5 separate regions of the Mus musculus genome follow, and all the other regions are linked to region 2. Evidence: chromatin contacts called from public Hi-C and promoter capture Hi-C data. All regions are on one chromosome and are shown on one strand. The core of a region is the stretch at or near the end of the contact, and the rest is flanking DNA. Distances in the headings are between cores, read along the strand shown. Region 1 holds the start of Tmem106b (transmembrane protein 106B). Region 2 holds the start of C1galt1 (core 1 synthase, glycoprotein-N-acetylgalactosamine 3-beta-galactosyltransferase, 1). Region 3 holds the start of Tmem168 (transmembrane protein 168). Region 4 holds the start of Tes (testis derived transcript). Region 5 holds the start of Capza2 (capping protein (actin filament) muscle Z-line, alpha 2).

Evidence for each region. Promoter capture Hi-C pulls out the DNA fragments that hold promoters and counts their contacts. Hi-C and Micro-C count contacts between places; a contact is called where the count stands out from the background.
Region 1: a contact with region 2 is called in a promoter capture Hi-C map of pre-B cells. The contact joins the promoter of Tmem106b here to the promoter of C1galt1 in region 2. A contact is called at or near these places in 1 of 39 promoter capture datasets (pre-B cells) and 2 of 484 Hi-C or Micro-C datasets (CD4 T cells and pre-B cells).
Region 3: a contact with region 2 is called in a Hi-C map of B cells, with 5 read pairs. The contact joins the promoter of Tmem168 here to the promoter of C1galt1 in region 2. A contact is called at or near these places in 1 of 39 promoter capture datasets (pre-B cells) and 1 of 484 Hi-C or Micro-C datasets (B cells).
Region 4: a contact with region 2 is called in a Hi-C map of CD8 T cells, with 6 times the contacts expected there. The contact joins the promoter of Tes here to the promoter of C1galt1 in region 2. A contact is called at or near these places in 2 of 484 Hi-C or Micro-C datasets (CD4 T cells and CD8 T cells).
Region 5: a contact with region 2 is called in a promoter capture Hi-C map of pre-B cells. The contact joins the promoter of Capza2 here to the promoter of C1galt1 in region 2. A contact is called at or near these places in 1 of 39 promoter capture datasets (pre-B cells) and 2 of 484 Hi-C or Micro-C datasets (CD4 T cells and CD8 T cells).

The regions. Positions count from the first base shown.
Region 1 is chr6:13,068,393-13,071,092 of GRCm38.p6, forward strand. Tmem106b (transmembrane protein 106B) reads left to right here and starts at 1,367. Exons shown (of 9, transcript NM_027992.3): 1 at 1,367-1,568; 2 at 1,916-2,022.
Region 2 is chr6:7,843,970-7,846,669 of GRCm38.p6, forward strand. It overlaps C1galt1 (core 1 synthase, glycoprotein-N-acetylgalactosamine 3-beta-galactosyltransferase, 1), which reads left to right and starts at 1,255. Exons shown (of 4, transcript NM_052993.3): 1 at 1,255-1,425.
Region 3 is chr6:13,606,661-13,609,360 of GRCm38.p6, forward strand. It overlaps Tmem168 (transmembrane protein 168), which reads right to left and starts at 1,438. Exons shown (of 5, transcript NM_028990.5): 1 at 1,170-1,438.
Region 4 is chr6:17,063,898-17,066,597 of GRCm38.p6, forward strand. It overlaps Tes (testis derived transcript), which reads left to right and starts at 1,252. Exons shown (of 7, transcript NM_207176.3): 1 at 1,252-1,416. The coding sequence starts at 1,390. Gm15473 (predicted gene 15473) reads right to left here and starts at 1,690. Exons shown (of 2, transcript NR_167659.1): 1 at 695-1,690.
Region 5 is chr6:17,635,734-17,638,433 of GRCm38.p6, forward strand. Capza2 (capping protein (actin filament) muscle Z-line, alpha 2) reads left to right here and starts at 1,277. Exons shown (of 10, transcript NM_007604.3): 1 at 1,277-1,427. The coding sequence starts at 1,389.

The sequences.
Region 1 (2,700 bases), core at 117-2,616, 5.2 Mb after region 2:
GCCAGGAGCATAACGGGCTAAACCTCTGAAACTGTAAGCCAACCCCAAATAAATGTATTCTTTATAAGAGTTGCCATGGTCTACTTCGAAGCTATTGTTAACTCTATTGAAATCCTAAGAAACTGGTTACACACTGCACACAACTTTACTTTAGAATTCTCATTATAATTTAGGATGAATCTCACAGAGTGAAATTGCCGGACCTAAGGAGGTGAATGTTTTAAATAGTCTTAAAACATCCTGCTTATGTAGATGGAAAATACACAGCTCTCACCTCAAAAGGACAAAGAGTTTATTCTAAAGCCAATATGAGGAACCATGACCTGAAAACAAAGACTTGGGCTATTCCAAATACCAATGTCCCAATGTGATAACAATTTCATGAAACTTTTATATACATAGAAGATGGTCATAAATCAAAATACTTTCCAAATACATACAAGGCAGTTTAGAAGAGCGGGACAAAATTGGGAGCTCCTCGCCCAGTGCAGTTGCTTTTTTCCAGTAGAGAAGGAAAAAAAAAAAAAAAAAAAAGAAAAAGAAAAAAAAAAAAAAACACAATTAAGAGATGCTTACTTCCCAGTTATAACTCTGTTAATTTTCTAGGAATTTCACCAGAAACCCCATTTATAGGGAAGCTATTAAACTCCTTTAGCAACCGCATCTGTTCTTGCTTTCAATTTTATCTTATTATAATCCCATCCAGGAATCTTATGAGCCACTTAATACATCTTGATTATCAGGAAGACAGAAAAGAGGTCATAACAACCTTTGACTATAACACTGGCGAGCCACTAAAATGAGCCACTGTAGCCTCAACTCACTGTAAATTATGACTGGACAATGAGGTGCATGGATTGGGACACTCCTTTAACAACTCACTTGGTCATGAGCTTTGGGGTACAACTCTTATTGCATGCACTGAATAATGTGAATTTAAGTACAAAATCAAAACAAGATTAAACCAAGGCGGGGGCGGGGGTGCGTCTTCCCGGTGACATTAATTTCTAAATGAAAACTCAATAACAAAATTCTGGCCTGCAACTCTGCCAGAAATGTGCACCAACCGGCTCATTCTAACCCCAGGAAGGAAGTTTTGTGTCTGCAAATCTAGACTTGAGAACACGATCGCTCAAAATTGCGACGGTGCACATTCCTCCCCTTTACAAAAGGAATCAGCCTGGTGGAGGGGAAAAGGGAAAACCGATTATTCGTAAGCCAGGCGCAATTAGTACTATTTTGAAACTTTCCAGTCTAGAGAAGAGACAGGTGACAAAACCAGAAGCTTTCACCCTGGCAACTTCCCTTCAAACCGGTGACAGTGCGCATGCGTAGTGTCCATTCCAGGGCCTAGCCCCTCCTTCCTGGGGCGAACTGCGCAAGCGCACGCGCAGGCTCTCCCGGTACGGAGCTCAGCTGATGCAGTTGTTGTGCTACCCCTCCCCCGCAGCTCTCCCGGCTGCACTCTACCGGCGCTCGGCCCGGCCCCGGGACCGGGACGCTGTGACCCTGTCCTGCGGCCCGCACGCACCGGAGCATCCCGGGACCGCGCAGCACTCCGCGTGCGGGTGAGCGACCCGGGCCGTGGGGCCCACGTCCCCTGCCCGAGCGGTGAGGGAGGCCGCGGCGAGCCGGGTGCGGGGTTGTCACCGCGGGGGCCTTGGCTTCGCTCCCGGGGTGGCTCGGGCGGCGCCAGGGCCCTTGATCTGAGCGGCCGAGTAGCTCTGGGGCTTGACAGTTGTAGTTGCAAGGTGACTCGGATGTTGATTTCTTCCGGGGGTTTGTTTGCCTGTGATGCCCTTTGAAAAGCGCTCGTTTCCGTCTCCCTTGAGCCCCTCAGAACTAACCCCAGGTCTGCACACAAACAGGTGACACATCTCAGTTGCATGCGCTGCTGAATTTATCTTTTTCCCAGTTTCTAGAGCATCTGAGAACCGTGTTGAGTTCACAAGACCGCGGTATAAACATTGAGAGCCCGGGGAGGAGACGAAGGGGATCTACCACTCCCTTTAAAAACCTCAAGTAAGTTTCCAAAATGACAGGGGTTACACTTGTCAATAGCCTCAAGAAAAGCTAAGCAAGAAGGCTAGGATTCAAGTGACTGCTTAATCTGGTGTGTACCCAAACCCACCTTCAGCAGAATATGTCAAGGTTACTGTGGGTCTGAGTAAGGCAGCCAGCGGAGACCAGAACCACTTAGCTGTCCCTAGCCTTTTGCCATAAAGGCTCCCATTTGTGGGACACAGTTTTCACCCCTGTGATGACACCACGTGTTGTCTAGTGTCAGCTGATTCTAAACCACCCTGTGTACTCCAAAGCTTCCAAGGTCACAGTGTAAGGAGCCGGTACTGATTACAATTCACCCCTGTGCACCTGTGGCTGCCAAGTGTTGGCTTGGCTCTGACTCGCTGTCATTGAGCCACAGTAAGATACTGTGTGTGTGTAAGTCACAATCACTGATATTTCTGAGCTATGGTACACAGTGTGTACACAGAACTTCTGAAAGTATATTTATTCATTTTTTTTTACTCCTTTTCTATATGACTCAAGTTTTTAAATTTAATATTGCTGTCTACACAGTGAGTGAATTCAACAAGTAGCATTCAGATTTTGAAAAGCAGATATGAATTTCCTTCATCTGGGGTGACCTGAATCACTTAGTATCATTTTATTTTTTAATGAAAAATATTAAATTAAAAG
Region 2 (2,700 bases), core at 5-2,504:
CAAAGCAGAGCAGACGAGTTTGTAAAACTCTCTCTCTCTCTCTTTTTTTTTTTTTTTTTTTTTTGGTTTTTCAAGACAGGGTTTCTCTGTATAGCCCTGGCTGTCCCGGAACTCACTTATTAGACCAGGCTGGCCTCCAACTCCCGAGTGCTAGGCGTGCACCACCACTCCCCGCTGAGTTTGTAAAACTCTTAAGTATTTGCCATAGCAGAACAGAAGTAAAATGCCATTACACACATTCCTCCAAGAGGCTTTCTGTCCGTTGTCACTATATGAGTTCTCTGTTCTTCTGAGGCACACATCTGGTTACAGAGCACTCTTCATTATGCCAAATCTCTTGTTATTAAGGATAGAGGAATGCTGTGAAAGGAAAAGAGGCAAAAAAAAAGGGGGGGGGGGCTAAGATTGGGTTAGAGGTCAGCGTGACGTTGAGGTTTGTTCCACAGACAACAGTTTAAAAGGCAGTTCTTTACTTGTACTCCCTGCTAATTTCGCTTTCTGCTTTCCTGAGAGAATTAGAACACTCAACCTCACCAGAAGGGGGCTAAAAAAACCCTGAGCTCGGGGAAGCCGGGACTTCCCAGCCCACTCCGCAGGAGGGCGGGGCAAACACCCGGCGGCCAATCCCCGCATCCGCAGGTCGCGGTGTCCCCGCCCACTCTGCCCAGGCCCCGCCCTTCCCCGGGGCTGCTGCTGCTGCTGCAGCTGCTGCAGCCGGGACGTCAGCATCTCCGAGACCCCTGGGTGGCGGCTGCGCAGTAGGCGGGCCGTGGTCCAGGCCGCGCGGTCGGGAGGGGCGGAGCGAGCGGCGGGAGCGAGCGGCAGGAGCGCGCGCCGGGCCCGCCTCGGCCGCCGCCGCCGCCGCCGCCGCCGGGAGATGATCTGGGCGGCCGCGGGCGGCCCAGGCTAGCGGCCCCTGCCCGTGCTGCGGCGGGCCAGGGCAGCGAAGGTCGCGGGTGGGGGGTCGTCCTCCTCCCCGCCTCCGGGAGGGGCGAGAGGGAGCCGGGGCTGATGTCAGGGACGGCGGGCGGAGGCGCCCGAGGGCTGCGGGTCCAGGGGCTCGGCTGCCGGCGGCAGGGCGACTGAGGGTTCGGGAACGCCGCCCGGGTCCGCGTCCCCGTCCGCGCCGGCGCGGCCAAACAGGTGTCTCGGGCGGCGGGCGAGCGGCCACCCTCGCGCTCTCCGCGGCCCGGCGTGTCCGGCCCGAGGCGCCCGGGGCGGGCCAGCGCCGAGCGGTCCTGCCCGCCGCCCCGCCCCGGGCCTCCGCGCGCCCGGCGCCCGCCAGCTGTGTGCACTCAGGTGCGGGCACCTTCCGGCCGCAACAGTCCCGAGTGCCCGCCGCCGTTGGACCGTCAGCTTTGTCTGGAGCTGGTCGGTTATGGTTGGAACTTTCCCTGCCCTTCGTTGACTGAGTGAACCAGCCAGGTGTGTTGGGGGCTTGCTACGCGCAGGATTTAAAAAAAAAATGTTTTTTGTTTTTTCTTTTTCCTTTGGTAACAAAGTGTGATGGCTTTCCTAGATGTTGGCTAGTTAAACAAAGTGCTTTGACTTTAGATAGATACTCTTCTAAATTAACTAATTTAAGAGTGAGGATCGGGGATTAATGCTTTTGAGCTCTGTCCACACTTCTTACTAGTGGCGTGGGACTTAGAATATTCTAAGATCCCTTACTTCCTGGAAAAAAAATTTTTTTTTTCCAATCTAGATCTTTGTATTCACGGTATTTCCTTTTAGTACATACTGTCAAAAGATGTATTCTGAGTTAAAAAGTTACAAAGTTAGAACTTCAGTGCTTCAGACTGAGTAGGCAACGCGGAAGGGACAGAAGTTTGGTAATTTGCAGGAAGTTGAGGATAGACCACAGATAGCTCAGCCTGGTGCCAAGAAAAAAATGCTGTGCACACTACAAGTTGTTTGATTCTGGTGGAAGTTTGGATTTGGAAGTGGAAACTTGAGTTTTTAGAAGGTATTTATAAACGGTACAATTTTCCAGTTCCTTATCAGATAAATGTCAGACGAGCCTTGTGCACACGATATTGTGTGCTCTAAGCATTGTATAGCATTTCTGCCAGCTGTAGTATATATTTTTGTCCAGTTTAAATGAATATAAGGTTTGAAGTTACCAAACAGTTAACTCTTTTCACCATATGTTCAGTAAAACTGACTTAGGAAGGCAAGTATGACTCACTGAAAAGTCAGCATTAGTGGACAACTAACTTTAGTGTTTCAGATTTTCTTGAAATTTATGTTTTCCTCTATCTTTTTACTCAGGACTCAGCAGTTTACAAATGCTTTGTGGTCATTTCCCACTTAAACTCCCTCTCCCTACATTGTGCTCTTAAAAAAAAAATCAGCCTACAGTTGTGGATAACTTTAATATCAAGCAGTTTAAAAGTACATATAATGAGTTAATGTTTGGCTAATTGTATTCAAAAGTATGTGCTGTATATTGCTTGTGTGTTGATTTTGCTGAAATGAAAATTGTGTTATTCAGCTTAACTATAAACTCATGATAATATAAAGTCAAATCTTTGGTGAAAGTAGTGGTTGGAATTTTGTTGCAATTTATTTATGAATCAAATGTGAATTGAAATTGTTACCTTAATGCTCCTGTTTACCTATTACATTCAAAAGTTGGCTTTTCGGTACAGATATTTTAAAAGGACTTTGAGATTTTAACAACTAGCTTGAAATAAAAGA
Region 3 (2,700 bases), core at 188-2,687, 5.8 Mb after region 2:
ATGCTCCACTATGCAAAATTCTCTATTGGCTTTCCACCCCTCACAGTATTACAGTGTAAACTTTTCAGTGCCTTTATAAAGTGCTACACAGTGGACAGGAATAACTGCCCCATCTGTTACTGCTCTTCCTCTCACTTTTATTCCAACTACACTTCAATTATGAACTACAGAAATGGCGTGCCCTCTCTGGACATATTCCTTTTCCTCCTCCTAGCCCTATCTGCCCTTTATCTGTCAAACCCTTCATTCAGGTGTGGGCTTACAATTCTTTTCGTAGGAGAATCGCCTCTCGGATCACTCTCTCTGAAATGGAAAAGTAAAACTACTCTTTTCTTCACCATTTGTTTAATGTCTGCATTCTTCACAGGTCACAAAGTCTCTGGGGAGATCTGTCTTCCACAATGCACGCTCAGTATCCAGCAGTCTGTAATCAAGTTAACATTCAATTCCGAAGGGGGGGGGGCGGGGAGAGGAGACTGACTAATAATAGAAAAAACTACTTAAGAAATGCAGATAAAATAAACCACTTTCTAATAAGCCACAGCTAGCACTAGTACTTAAGTGAGAGTCCAGGAATCATTGGCTTGTCTGCTCTTGGCTTTACTCCAACCTTCACTTAATTCACCAAATTTCTTCCAAAACAGAAAAGTGCCCTCATGGTGTCCTAAGACAATGGACTTCAAGACACAATGTATCGCTTTCATAATCCTTCAGTGGAAATCTATGTCTGTTCCTCGTAGGGGAAATGTCCAAACCTGAAAGAACAACACTGAGCCGTCAGGAGTTGGAGACCTGCAGCCTAGTTTCTCTGAGTTCCTGCTAATAACTCTTTCGGCCCACCTCTTAACTAGAAGAATGGCAACTCGGACTCTCCTTTTTGAGCAGCTATGGTAACTTCTCTCCCGTTAGGGCTCGATCTAGCGAGAGATGGAGAAGTGGGCTCGGGACCCTGGCTGTTCCGCTACCCCTTAGCTCTGGGACGAGGCGACACCACGCGACTCCCGGGTCAGGGTGAGGCGGGACACCGAGGCACGCCCTCCCTTGGCGGTCGCCAGCCCCCGAGCATCGATCCCACCAGGAGGCCGACGGGGCGGGGCCTGGCCGGCTCAGCCGGACCCTGGGCGGCGCCCCAGCCCTCCGCCGCCCCTCGGCTCCCGGATGCCCCTTACCCGAGTCAGCGGTCGCCAGCGAGCCTCGCTCTTTCCGCTGCGAAGCTCGCAGAGCCAAAGGGCGCGGAGCCTCCGAGCCAGAACGCGGAGGTGATGTGGGGACGTGAGCCCGAGGCCTCCCGCACTAGCACCGCAAGGCCTCGGTAGAAACTTTCGCTAGGACCGACACGGCCGCCATGTTTCCGCCGCTGACTCCCAGCGCTACGGATCGCCGTCAGGGACAAGGCGCGCCGCGCGCTTCCTTCCCTGGCCCGGCCTCCTAGCCGCTCTCCACGCCCAGCGGCGAGCCTGGGGAGGCAGGTGCTCGCTGCGCTGCCCCACCCTGGGCCTGTTTAACTCCCACCCGGGATTAGCAGCAAAAGCAGGGAAGACCACGGATGATCAGGCCCCAAAGCAGCGAGGTCACCGCTTAGAGTTGGACCGAAACTGAGCCAGCTAGAGTGGGATAATTGCAAGTGGACTATAAATCTATGTAGAAGGCGTTGCTGCTCTTTCATATAGGTGGTATAATATATGGCTTTGCATATGCTGACCAAACCTTCAAAACCTGTCTCTCCTTGCCCCAGCCTGCTTTTCTAATTAAGTCCGCCATTAATCCCCAATCCTGAACATCTTTATTCTACAGCCCTAGCTAGCTTTCCTTGGCCCTAAGCGCACCTTCAAACACCACAGATGATTTTAATCTGCATTCTGATGGCACTTAAATTAACATAGTTGTACACACGTGAGCGCCGCATTTCACAGGTGCTGCGGAGCAGCAGTCTCAGGGGTTGAAATTGGTTTCTCCATCTGTGAAATGGTAACAAAACCTTTCTCACAGGACTGTGAATATACAGGGAAACAGTGTGTCCCTCCATGTACAAAATGAATTTAAAAGATATTCAATACCTGTAAGAACACGTTGTTAAGGAGGGCTTTAAGACAGTCTCGTTCGCGTACGGACCGCTATAAATCCATCTTGCAATGGAGAGGAGATAATGGTTCCAGTTCAATAGAGAGCTTGTAAAAGTGGGACTTTAACGATTAGGATGCGGTAGGGATGCTTGAGCAAATGGGGAATCACATTAGCTTTAAGGGGGACAATGACTTGGAAGCATAACAACATTGTTGCTAACACAACAAAGGTACTTGTTACCTTGAAAACAGGAAGATAAGAAAGATAGAAAGCTAAACTGACTTCATGGCGTTCTTAGTTAAAAACTAGATTTTACTAGGGAATGCACAGTTGGGCCTGAAAAACAAGTTCTGAACGAAGCCTGAATAGAATACGGCCAGGCAAAAAGCAAGAAAACCCCTTTCCTTTCCCAAAAAAAAACATTTCCACCAAAAAGTCCCTGCCTGCCTTCTGATTCCATTTCCTGCTGCTTGCAGCCCCTCATATAGGTCAAACCATTTCAAACCCCTAGCCCGCTCATGTGTAAACAAACACTGATAACATCTATCCGACAAAGTTTCTTCTGTGGATTGAGGGAGAATGTGTGTTTTAAAAATGCCTTACAACCTTTAAATGGCTTATCCTTTCAGATAAACC
Region 4 (2,700 bases), core at 2-2,501, 9.2 Mb after region 2:
TGAAACATCTCGACCCAAGTATCTGCATTATATGGAGATTTTATTTTTAATATCACGTGCATATAGAGGAAAACATATATACATATGCATATGTAGACGCTGGACTAGGAGATCACCAGATACCTAGCCATCAACAATTTCTATGTAGTAGGAACTGAATAAAATTACTTCGGGCTAGAGAGATGGTTCTGTTGTTAAAAGCTCCTGCTGCTCTTGCAGAGGACTTGATTTCAGTTCCCATCCCCCAAGGCAGGGGCCTCACGGCGGCCTGGAACTCCAACCTCAGAAGATTCTACTTATTCTGGGCTCTAAGTGAACCTGCTCTCAAAAGTAGGCATGCTCACACATAGATGCATAATTAACTCACACCCCCTGTCCCCCCAATTTACTGGGACTCAAGCTCTGTTCCCAATATGTTGTATCTGAGAGGTGCCTGTACTTCGGGGCCTACAGATCCTTGCAAGATGTATGAAGTAAATTAATCCCTAGGGTCCTCCACGCCCCAACAATCCAAGATGAGGTTCTTTCCGCAATAGCTATTGAAAGAAAAGATAGAATGGGTTCTTGGTGGCCCAGGCTTCTGTGAGACCGCAGTTTGAAACTAGACTTCACGAGAAGCAAGAGCAGCTCGCCTTTTTCCCACTTAGTAGGTCCAAAAAGGGAACCCTGTTTCCCAAACAAGGACACCACTTACTTCTGCAGTAGTTGCTGTGAGCCTCCCGTTGCTTTTTAGTGTTGAGTGCTCACAAAACAATATAGTGGTAGTCTTGATGGGCATCAACGATGTGAGAGAAGCTTCCTTGGAAGTGCACAGGACTCTAGAGAAAGCATTGGAGAAATGGACATCTCCACCATTCAATAGTGAAACCAGGGCCCGTGCTCATCTCTGGGATGCCCAAGGAGCTCCATGACTTCTTTTTGTCTCTGAAATCAGCCAAGAAGTTGGTACTGGGAGGGTCACTCACTCCTCTTGGCCTGCTTGAAAAGTCCTCGGACACACAAGTACAACTACCGAAATGTAAAGGTATGGGTCTGCTCTTCAGCTGGAGGAAAGGATGGCCCCACAGAAGTCCAGTGGGTGCAAGGCTTTGAAGAAACTAAGTCGGTGCGCCCAGGGAACTCCGCAGGGCCCCGCCCCTCGCGGCCCCGCCCCTCACCTTGCTAGCGGCACGCTCTGGCTGCGAAGGTGCGTGCGGCGCGCGCTGATTGGCCGCTACCCGGCACTGCCCCGCTGCCATTGGCTGCCAGGGCCTCTTTGTTCCAGGTCCCAGCCGCTGCCGAACCGGGCTGCGGAAGTTCGAGTGCCCATGCTGAGTAGCAGCGGCAGCGGCGCCGGAGTTCCCGCAGCGGAGATCGCGGACGCGGGACTGAGCCCCTCCGACGCCCAGTATGGACCTGGAAACCAAAATGAAGAAGGTGAGTGGGGCGGGCGACGGGCGTGGTCGCCTCACCTGAGCGCGGGAGCTGGTCCGGGTTCCGGGACCAGACCCGGTGGGTGCGGCTGGAGGATGACTCCCCGGACCCCGATCCCTTGGGTGACTGTCGCTGCGGAGCGGGACCCTGCAACTCGCTGTCTCTGCGCCTGAAACTTTTCGGAAAACCTTTCGGCCACGCCTTCCCCCAAGCCCTGGGCGAAGTCTTAGGCGAGGTGGTGGCTGACACCGCTTCCTGCCTGGGGAAGCAGCGCTCTGGGGAGCCTGTGTGATTCAGTGATGTGGCTTTGACATCCTCCTCCCCTGCAGTCTGGCTGCCCCAGGCGCTCTAAAGTGGCTGCTGACTGGTGACACTTCCTTCACACCCGCGCCTGCTGATAACTTCTGAAGTGATGACTTTTGGGGGATGTGTATGTGTTTCACTTATGGCTTGAGTGCCAAAACACTGTCTCCTTCTTGCGGAGTTAATTCTCAAAAGAAAATGCCGTTTGGCAGCCAGGCACAAACAGCGGTCATTGCAGGTGCTCAGCGGCCCCGCCTGCGGAGCACCCTCCTGGCTGCTCCTGGTGTCCAGGCTATAAAGGCCCTACCTGAGGAGCTCCGAGATTAGGTCTCTCAGGTCGCCTGGGAGAAAGAGGTGGGGACCAGACTATGACTCAAAAGAATGCTGACGTCACATTCTATTGTAACTTTCGACCTTAAAGGTCTTGTTCTCGGGAATTGCGCCTGTTTTCTTTCAAGTGAATTTAAGTTAGTTGGTCATTTTTCAAATAAGGAAGGAAGTTGTGCACAGTAAGAAAGCCAAGTTGAGGAAACTTTCTTCTGCGGCTTTGCAGTTGCAGGTTCATCTTCTAAAAGGGAATTTCTATTTTGTGCCAGAATTGAAGGTTTCAAATCGTATGCAAATATATGGTATGAGGTTTAGGAAGCTGTTGATAAATAAAAATTTGAACCTAGGAAACAGTTCCTTGGTCTCTTCTGATTAAAATCAACACTCAGAAGGGAAGGGAAGAACAGGAAATAGAAGATTCTTTCTAGTCTCTTCCTGTTTGATATTTATTCTTTTAACGTGTGTTTTGGTTACCTGTGCTTGCCACTTAGAAAGCAGCGGATGTGCTGTGTAGTCTTCTGTTGATGAACACACACTGAACTTACTGAGTTTTTATATAAGAACGTCTTTAGGTGTTTGTCCCAAATGATAGGTTGTCTTTGTTTGGAAATGCTGTCCTTGAAGGGAGGGAAGGATGAATAAGCAAATGAGAGGATT
Region 5 (2,700 bases), core at 27-2,526, 9.8 Mb after region 2:
CTTCCTCTTCCTGCTCTCTGCAAACGAACACTTTAGTAAGTCACTTAATGATAGTGTTCTTGGACCCAGATAGCTATTTGAGCTCTTTAGGGTCCTCTTACCTGTCATTTACACACAGCTGTCAGATTGACACCGCTGAGCATGTTCGGTTCATGTCGTGACACTGTCCAAATGCCCTCAAGAGCTTCTCACTTTCTAATTATTGAAGTCTTAACTACTAACTAAACTCTTAGTCCTTGGTAAAAACAAAGTGTGGTTTTCAGACGAGTAGCACTCCTCCTTCCTGGGAGCTTGTAAGAAATATAGATTCTCTGGTTTGCTCAGGCCTGCTGAACTAGCAACTCAATTTTATCAACATTTCCAGCTGCTTCCTGTGTCAGCTTTGACTTCAACCTTCCACCCCCCCCCCTTTTCTTTAACTTGAAGCTTCAGTAGTAGAGTTGCCAGATTTAGCAAATAAAAGTAGGAGACATCCAGTAAAATTTGAAAATAATAAATAATGGTTTTAGAATGCTTTAAATCCTTCATGGGACATTTACCTTAAAAATTGGTTGTATGAAATTGAAATTTCTACTGGATGACCTGTAAGTAGTTTGGACAGCCAGTTCATGAGGGTACAGATCCAAGGCTAACTTAACTTTTTTTTCTTTTTTTTTTACTTTCCAGGAGTACAATGCCTTCCCTAACTCAATGTCTAATTAATAGAGGTGAGCTTAAGAGCATTTTCTTTGGGATTTTTGTTTGTTTGGGTTTTTAAATCTACATTTCTTATTCCTAAGAACTAGCAAAATAGTCTTCCTATCATAAAAGACCAATAAATGTTTTTCGGATGAATAAATGAATATATCAAAAGTAATCTTTCAATTATGGACTGGATTGTGTGTGCCTATTTCAATTAAAACAGTATTTTTCCTAATACTTAAAAATGTTTTAAATTGGTACAGCTTTTCACATTTTAGCTGGCAGCGTTCAGGACTTGGTGGGAACAAAGTCATGGGCTCAGAATGTACTCATCGCCAACCGGGTCCATATGGTCATCGTTGACTAGAGAAGGCACCAGACAGAGCAGGATGACAGAAGATAACCATAGCAATCCCACTTTGGAGGCGCTGCGCACGCGCACAGCGGCGCTCAGGCCGGCGCTCAGGGGGAGGGAGGCGGAGCTCCGGGGGCGCGTGCGCGGCGGCCTAGGCTGAGGAGGCGGAGCTCCCAGGCGTGTGCGCAGTGGCTCGGCTCCCGGGAGGCGGAGCTCCGGGGCGCGTGCGCGGCGGCCTGGGCGGCGGGGCCCCTCCCTTGGCGGGGGCGCGCGGCGCGGAAGACCGCTCGGAAAGGGGGAAGTCAGGTGGCCGCTGCTGCCACCAGCGCCACGGTCTGTCGCCAGAAGGAAGATGGCGGATCTGGAGGAGCAGTTGTCCGATGAGGAGAAGGTAGGTGCCGCGGCGGTGAGGAGCCGGGCGGGCGGGAGGGCGGGAGAGGTGAGTGCCGAGGCGCGAGGGCCGGAGTCTGACCCCGGGCGGGCTCCGGTGGTGGGCCGCACGCCTGCGCTTCCCGAGCGGGGTGCTGCCCGGGCTCCCCGAGGCCGGGCCCCTCCGCTCCTTGTAGGGTGTGTGCTCCGAAAATAGGAAGCGGAGCCCGGCGGCCGCGGGCGGGAGCGGGGGCGGCGGGACCCGGCCCTGGGGGTCCGGGCTCGGGAGCGGCCGACGGCGGAGCGGCGCCGCCTGGCCTGGGGCTTTCGCCGTGAGGCGGGCGGGCGGGGAAGACGGCATAGCCGACCCTCACTTTTTCCTGCAGTTTCTCCTCCCCAACGCGAAGTGCTTCCTGGTTCCCCAGGGTGTTTCCTTCCCTCCGGAGGTCGCCGTCTCCACATCCCGCCCCTTCCCCCCCACCCCCCGCCATCTATTTCTTTTATTAATATTGTCATTACCTTTTTTTTTTTTTTAATTGCTGCTCCCATGTTCCCCGGAAGGCAGTATTGTTCACAAAGACACCCCTCCCTCCCATAGTTATTTTCTGCCCAACTTGGCTGCTTCCCCCTCTTGGGGCAGATTTGGTGACATCCCATCTTCCTGATAGGACCAACTCTGAAGAGGGCGAGCGGGTGCAACTCCTTTTACTGTGTGTTAAATGCTGTGACAGCATTAGGACCAAATGCACGACTCAAGTTCTCACATTTGTGATACGAAATCTGATCATTGAACTAAGGCTCTTGCCCATTTTCTTTGGCGACTGAGGAGACCGCGTACCAAGGGGCAAGTAGTGTGAGGGGGAACGCCATACGTTTTGAGTATTTTCTGGAAAAGACCGGGACGTTTTTTTCAAACTTAGACTTAACTGACATATGAGTGTGCTGCCCTTTGGAAATGTCTGATCTTAGCTTGTTTTTAAGTTCCAAATGAAGTACACCCATGTGGGAAACAGAACTCAGTTCTAGTAGGGTGTTAGAGAAACACTAAGGATATTTTCAGTTGGGACCCTCTCCTTTTATACTGCACCAGAATTAGTGTTCTCTTTCTCTTTGGTTGTTCAGAACTCAGCCTCTTTTATGGTTTTGGAAGTGTTCTGGCTTTCTCGTTTGTGCCCTTGGATGAAATGGTGATAACTTAACAAAATGGGGACAAGCATACCTTACTTTAATTCACAGAATTAGACCCTAAGTCGCTAAAAGTTGCTGTACAGTGTTTACATTTGTAGCATTGAATA